Regions from separate parts of the Mus musculus genome. Here region 2 is linked to region 1. Evidence: chromatin contacts called from public HiChIP or PLAC-seq data. All regions are on one chromosome and are shown on one strand. The core of a region is the stretch at or near the end of the contact, and the rest is flanking DNA. Distances in the headings are between cores, read along the strand shown.

Region 1 (3,892 bases), core at 580-3,079:
GTCAGCCAACATTTGTCACCATTTGTTTTCTTGATAATGTCTGTTCTGACTAGGGTGAGCTGGAGTCAGAAAGCACTTGTAGTTTTCATTTCCCTGATGTCTAAGGATGCTGAACACTGAGTAGTGTGTTTGTGTGTGTGTGTAGGTGTGTACCTGTGGGTGCACGCGGTATCTGTGTTATCGCTGGGGGTGAACGGGACACGCACAACAATGACTGGCCTTTTAATGAAGGCCCCGAGGATTTGAACTCAGGAGTTTAAGCTTGTGCAGCGAGCACTTTTACTGAGCCATGTGCCCATCCTTGGATCCTTTCCTCCAGGTATTTACTGGCCATTTTTTCTTTTGAGAACTGTCTGCTCACTTCATGAACTCCTTGGTTGATTAGATGATTTGGCTTTTTGGAGTTTAGTTTTGCCGGTTTTTATTGTTGTTTGTTGTTATACTTTTATGTGATGTGGTGTGATGTGATGTGATGTGATGTGATGTGATGTGAATGTGCATTCAAGCTTGGATGACACAGGCTGATGTTGGGCAACTTCTATTTCTCTCCAGCTTATTTTTGAGCCAATCTCCCACTGACCTTGGAGATTACATGTCAGCTAGGTGGGCCGGCTCTGGATCCTTCTGGAATCTGTCAGCTTCCACCCTCTCAGTGCTGGGGCTGCAGGCGAGCGTGCTTATGTGTGGCGGGTACGTGAGTACCGGGGAATCTGAGATCAAGTCCTCAGACTGTGCAGCAAGCACTGCGTCATGTCCCCAGCCCTAGAATGTGAGTCTGTGTACATACCCAGAGAATAATATATCCTCTCTTAGGTATATAATATATATCACAGATATGAATCCTCTGTCTGTTGGCAAAGATTTTTAACCCATCCTGTAGTTGTCTCTTCATTCTGCCAATGATCCCTGTGCTGTACTGTCCTTTAATCCCATTTATTGGATTTTGATATTTTTTTCCTATGTTATTGGTGCCCTTTTCAGAAAATTCTTGTCTGTGCCTAGATTTTGAGGTGTTAATCTATGTCTCCCTCTGGCAGTTTCAAGGTCACAAGTCTTATGTAAAGCTGTCAATCCAGTTTGAGTAGATTTTTGTGCCTGTGATATAGACTGCATTTCATTCTACACGTGAAGATGCAGCTTTTCTTAGCATCATTTCTTAATGAGGCTGTTGCTGGACAGCACACAGAGTCCATGCTGTGGACTCCCTTTGTAAATTTTGTAGATTTTGTAAACTTTGTAAATGCTCAAGGCAGGAAAATGGCCAGGCCCAGTCTTAGAAGCTCCATCAGCCAGGACCCTCCCCTCAGGCCTCCCTAACTGTCCTAAAGGTGTTTGCAGCCCCTCAATTAAGACCCTTCTCAGATTATGATAATTTTAGGAGAAAAATCTGAATAGGAAAACCCACCAGTCCCTGAGCAGGAAAACCTATCAATCCCTGAACAAGACAACTAACCATTTCCCCCAAGCTCAGGACTTGAAATCCCATCAATACTCACTCTAGAAATCTCTGTCCTAGAAAGCTCCTCTACCCCAAGAAACCCTTTATAAAGGCTGTGTCTACTCAGTTCCCTGCTGTCATTTCCTGGGGGCAGAGACAACTACTCCAGGATTCATCCCTCCACACCCTGGACCCTCCCAAATTTGCTGCCTGGTGTGACTCTCATTAGAAGACAAGAATGAAATGAATGAAAGAAGGGAAGGAGGGGGGGAGGAGGGGAAGGGGCGGGGCTGAGGCTCCTGAGTTCCCCTGGGAGCTGTACCACCTCTGCTGAGGAGGCTTCCTCTCAGAGCTCTGTGGTTTCTGGTTTCTCATGTTTCAGAATGCTCTTCCATTGAGACACTGTTTCACTTCGGAGCTGTGTGGTATCTTGGCCCCCTTGTCTCAGGACACCTTTTCATCTGAGCAGGAAGACCAACAGCTGTCTGTTTTTCAATGTATGCTTCTGATGCTTTTGCTAAAAATTAGGCGGCTGTAACTGCCTGGGTTTGTTTTGGGGGCCTTTGTTCTTGTCCATGAGCCTGTATGTCTATTTTTGGGCCAGCACCATGGTTTGTTACTATGGCTCTATAATATAGTTTGAGATCAGGTATTGTGATATCACAATGTCTTCAGTATCACTCGTTCTGCTAAGAGCTGCTTTGGATATTACTTTTAATGGGTTTGGGCCTCAATATGAATTTTAGATTATTTTTGTAGTTCTGTGAAGAATGCCAATGGGGTTTTGATGGCAATTGCATTAAATTTATAGAGATTAAAAGTGTAGTCAACTTTCCTAATATTAATTTGCCAATGATTGTGAGGGGTCTTTCTATCTTTTGGTGTTCTTTGATTTATTTCTCCAATGCCGTGAAGTTTTTATAGTGAAAACATTTCACTTCTTGGAATGTCACACTAGTAAGAGTCACAACCATCTTCTTGCTTCCCCATCCTTTGGCAACCACGATTCTGTCTGTATGGATCTGTATATGAGTGCAATAAATGTATATGGCTTTTGTGTCTGACTTCATTCACTTAGCATGCTTTCAAGATTAAGCTATGTTCTGGCAGGGGTTGGTACTTATGTTTTGGTGTGTATAGGCAGATATTTAATTATAATTAAAAATAATGTTTAAGTTAGCATACAAGGTATGGGTTTGTGTGTGTGTGTGTGTGTGTGTGTGTGTGTGTGAGAGAGAGAGAGAGAGAGAGAGAGAGAGTGTATGTGCATCATTACACTTCATTCTACTTCAAAATGATATTATTTTATGAGAGTAGGTATACTTGATTGTGCTTATTCCTGAATGGAGGATTGCCTGGCTTGTAAATGGAGGTGGGTCACTGAGTTCCCCACAAGTGGGGCTCAAGTTTTATTCAAGAGGCTTCTTCAGATCTGTTCAAGTCTTTTAAAGTATTTTTCTGAGACCCTGGGGTAGCTTAAGATGGATACAGCACATCATAGGAGAAAAAGACTTGAACTCTACATTTTTCTGTGTGATGTTTTGATACCTGTAACCTCTACGACTTGTCAGGGAGTTATGTATCCACAGAGCCAGCTGCTTTTTGGACAAGTCTCTTTAGAAGAGTCTCAAAGTCGATGTGTCTGAAATGCAATTCATTATGCATTCCTGGAAACATGTCTGACTCTCCATTTCCTCTCTGGTTGTAGGATGTTTTTATCTACCTGATCTCCCAGGCCATGAACCTAGGGGTCATCCTGGATTTCTCACTTTCCTTTTTTTCTAAACTAGAGTTGTCCCTTGTTTAAACTCTTGTGTGCTTCGTATTCTCTATCTCTACAACCCCTGCTGTTGGTTACTTCTCATAAAATCATGTGATTAATGAATTATCAGATATTTATTGAGTGACTGTTATATGTCAAATACTGTGCTAGCTTCTGAGGACTCAGTAGTAAGAAGAATCAACTTTGCTAGCTCTCAGGATGCTCAGAATCTAGAGGTACTGACATGTATTTTAGCTGATCTTGCTGCTTCTAGAACATGTGTGTAGTTCACCCTTTATGGAACTACTTGAGTTCTTTCTTTGTTTTCAGAATTTAATTCATTTATTCTCCTTTAAGCTCCTATACCACTTTTTCCCAACCTTGAAAGCTCTCACCCTCTCTCATGGCTCCTCACTAATTTCCTGACCTCTATGGGTATTCCAAATGAAATGCACAAACCTAAATATTCAAAGGTAACTTCTACAAATGACAGGAAACATTTGCTGTTTGCCTTTCTGAGTCTGAGTTACCTCACTCTGAATGATTTTTGTCTAGCTACATCCATTTACCTGTGAATTTCATAATTTTGTTTTTATTAATGGCTGAATAAGAGTCCATTGTGTAAATATACCACACTTTGTTATCTGTCCATTGGTTGGTGGACAATCTCACTTATAATAGAAACAATGTTA
Region 2 (3,892 bases), core at 986-3,485, 450 kb after region 1:
AGACCTAGGAAAAGCAGCTAAAGCCACTGAGGGGGCCGAGTACTTCTCACATGAAGACAGAATGAAAATACAGAAACCCATTAGTGTGTGATAACAGAAGCTGAAAGGGGAGAAATAACTAGCCTCTCCAGGTCTCTGGCTGTGTAGGACCACCAGCAAAGCAAGCTAATTAAAATTAGAAACTTACTTTTTTTTTTCATGGCCTACATATACATTTTATAAGTTAGATGTGATGCTGTAGCTAAGAGAAATCGGACAGGTGGTGGTCATGGTAATTTTCATCTCCATGGTAGATTTTTTTTGTTCCCTTAGGAAAAACCAAATGGTAATAAAATTGTAGCAGTATTTTGAACTTCAGAAACCAAATGGTTAAATCGATTTTTAAAGGATTATAAAGCTAAAAAGGAGACCATTAATTCTTTTTATCTTAATAAAGTAGAGAAGAAATAACTACATTGGTGGTAGGGGGGCAGGTTTGGTTCTGATTCTGCGCAAAGCAATTGCTTCTGCTTGGGCTTTCGGAACTATAAACATCACAGGCACTTACGGGGGTCAGTGTGCATCCATTTCCTTTCCCTTGGTATTGTTGTTCATCTTTATCAAACACCTACAACACAGCACACTCCATTGTGGGCTGCTGACGGGAAGGTCCTACATAATTAACTAATTAGATGATTCATCCTAAACCTAAATTAGCATTATTAGGTCTTTTATAATGATCGTTGAAGCACGGAAATTAATTTTCTTACTAGCTATGACCATCATTCGCTGTGAGCACAGTATTAAGAGATAATGCCACGCACAGTAGGAAATCTCTATGGGCAGAAAATGAACGTGGTCATCCTTGGTTCACCAATTAGGAAACCTATTGTGTGGCAAAAACATCGTTTCTATGCTGTGATATGATCAAATAGCCATTAATTACCCTCACTAGTGAGAATTACCTTCTTTGTTGAAGGAGTATCACATTCCATATTATAGCTCAGACATGTCAGGAGAAACCAGCAACAAAAACATCAATTTCTAAAAATGATACATGTCATCCAAATCATATTAACCTGAAATGCTACGGGTCAAGTTAAATTAGCATAAGCTTTTTTGAAGAACCTGAATAATATAGTTTACCCCTTAGCCTTTAGATGTATTGATTAAATAGGTCATTGTCATCTGCCTACAAACACAAATATAATCAAAGTATACTGTTCTCTAGAAAACCAAATTAAAAACAAAACAAAACAATTAAACACATAAACAAAAAAACCAGTAGTATCCAATCCAGGTTCCAGGTAACTGAAAATGTGTTTACTGACTCATGCTGAGGTGACATAATAATGAGCAAACAAGTCCCTGGATGCTCTTTTGACATCTGGTGTGTGATTGTGTTGCATATGTTCGCACATGCATGTTTGAGTCCATCTATGCAAATATGTAGAGTGCCTTCAGACAGGGTGCAGGGGCTTTCGTGATAATCTCAAGGGAATCTATGGGCAGCCTCCCCTTCACGGCACACTGCCTTCAAAGGCTTGTAAAAGCAGCCACCCTGGAACGGAGTGATTTCACCGTTCAGCAGCCAAGCATGAACAAACATGAGTGTGATCATGAGCTGTGGAAGGCTCACTAGGCAGAGACATGGTGCACCGGTCAGGAGGAGACCTGCCTCAGGTTGCCAAGGTTTCATCTACCTTCTCTATAAACTGGGCCACTGTGGACTCTAGAGCTCATTTCCCTCATCTTTAGAACAGTACCAAAGGTTTTGTGTGTGTGTGTGTGTGTGTGTGTGTGTGTGTGTGTGTGTGTGTATATGAGAGAGAGAGAGAGAGAGAGAGAGAGAGAGAGAGAGAGAGAGAGAGAGGTCTCAACCTGATCCAAATACTGGCAAAAAAAATCCCAACAACAACAACAAAAACCTAGTAAACTTGACTAAATAAAAATTAAATCAGCACAGTACTATTAATAGTGATATTTTAGGATAGTCCAGCATAGCAGGTGGAAATGTGTACTGTAGAAAAGGTAAGCTCATGGATATATTGGTAGTGTTAACTATTCAAACCATGGTAATTTATTAGGCTATTCTGTCTATTTCTGTATATATTTTGAATTCCCTGAGTCCTCGCCCCGACCCTTGTGTTGTCACCTCAGTATCTATTCTGGATCTCTCTTCAACTCTCCCAGGGGCCCTCCTGTGAGCAACGATCATCACCCCAACCCTCTAGAGGAGACATCTTGTGACTCCTTTGGGAGTTTTCACTTGCAAACTCAAGTAACATCACAGTGATGGGATGGTGTGCTCATGTTTGTCACTCAGAAGTACCCAGAAGACGACTTCATTTCCTGAAGACATATTTAGCAACAGCATCGTCTCCTCATTGCTGAGAAATGTGCCATCCTGGCAGCAAGCACAATTGTTACAATGATCATTCAACTTACAAAACTAATGCTTCGTAGAAGAAACAATGTATCAATTGACCTGGGTTAGCCCTAGAATTTAAGGACCCCATTAGCATCAACCCTTGCTCAATCTACTGAAAAAATGGTTTTCTCTTATAGCTGAGATCAGAAGCCCTTCCAAAAGCAATCATTTGAGTTAGCTGAAGTGGGTATTAGCTCACATGGGGTAGATGGCTCCTCTTAAGGTCTTTTTAATTGTAGATACCTTTCTACAGGTAAAGAGAGGGTTTCTTGTTCATGTAGACACAAATTGAATAATTTCTTTTAAATATCTAGATACGATTTGTCTTTGAGGGTGGGGGTGGGGGTGGGGAAGAGAATCTCTTATAAGCCTCAGGACCCCATAATAAAACACAAAACCCCTCTGAACAAAAATTAAATCTCTGTGATTTTTTTCTGAAGTCTTTTTTTTAATGTTTTTAATTGAAAGAGTATTGCATCATTTCCTCTCTCTGTTTCCTCCCTCCAGCCCCTCCCAACTACCCTTCCTTAAACTCTTCCCATGTCCTTTCACTTTCAAGTTGATACCCTCTTCTTTGAGTATATGCTTTATATATGTAAAAATATATGTGTGTATATACACATATATACACACACATATACACACACACATACACACGCATATACACATACATATATATATACATACATGCATATATATATACACATATTTATGCACAAATATACATAAATATTATCTTCTGGGTCCGATTTTGTTGTTCTGTGTGTAGAATATGGCTTCAAGATTGACCACACCACTTTGAACAACCAATAAGAGAACTCATCCAAAAATCTTAGAGAAAGCCTACCCTAGGTGTGTCTCTAAATGATCTTTACAACAACCCACATTCAGCTGTCTGGAAGGGAAGAGGATCTTTTCCTTGAGTTGTCCTGGTCACCATAAACTGGAGATATGATCTGGTTGAAACTGGATGATATAAACCACATGGTGTGCTGGTGACCCCTGATACAATACCCTGCCCCTCTTTTGAGTTGACCTTCAAAGGGAATACCCAAAGCGTATCTGAGCATGTGCAAGGCCACAGATGTGTGCTGCCCTCTGCTGGCAAGCAGTTTGACTGCAGTTTTTTTTCCCCCAAGGGTATACTTGAGTAAACTGACTTCTTCCTGTTTCCCTTCCCAGCCGCATCTAAGAGAAATCACTCCTCGGGATGTACAAACTGAGTTCTGGATGGTGAGGATGGATTTTAGGGGCATGTCGGACCAAAGAAGCAGAAAGGCCACAAACCAGGGAAGTGCCACTATAAATCCAATATAGCCCACAGGGTTCCAATGTATTTGCTTTGTAGGGGGGACATTTTCATTTGAACCCTTGTGACATTTGAGTTACTTAATATTGAATGCATTCTGTGATGTATTCAGAAAATGCATTTCACTAATGTTTCCCTAATTCATGGGGGCTGCTGCTTTACCAGTCACTGTG

What was found. HiChIP or PLAC-seq counts read pairs in DNA pulled down with a chosen protein or histone mark.
Region 2: a contact with region 1 is called in an H3K4me3 HiChIP or PLAC-seq map of the 230-238 cell line, with 4 times the contacts expected there. The contact joins two enhancer-like sites. A contact is called at or near these places in 4 of 115 datasets of contacts at active chromatin or transcription factors (the 230-238 cell line, embryonic stem cells and large pre-B cells) and 1 of 9 other capture datasets (embryonic stem cells).

The regions. Positions count from the first base shown.
Region 1 is chr12:55,947,377-55,951,268 of GRCm38.p6, forward strand. No RefSeq gene overlaps it. Among named protein-coding and RNA genes, the nearest start is that of Gm22296, 38 kb to the left of the region's middle. Within about 2 kb of position 1,830, at least 6 of the 459 cell types and tissues checked have an H3K27ac peak or open chromatin away from gene starts, as enhancers often do. A contact at or near this core is called in the 230-238 cell line, where this site is marked.
Region 2 is chr12:56,401,551-56,405,442 of GRCm38.p6, forward strand. No RefSeq gene overlaps it. Among named protein-coding and RNA genes, the nearest start is that of Mbip, 58 kb to the left of the region's middle. Within about 2 kb of position 2,236, at least 23 of the 459 cell types and tissues checked have an H3K27ac peak or open chromatin away from gene starts, as enhancers often do. A contact at or near this core is called in the 230-238 cell line, where this site is marked.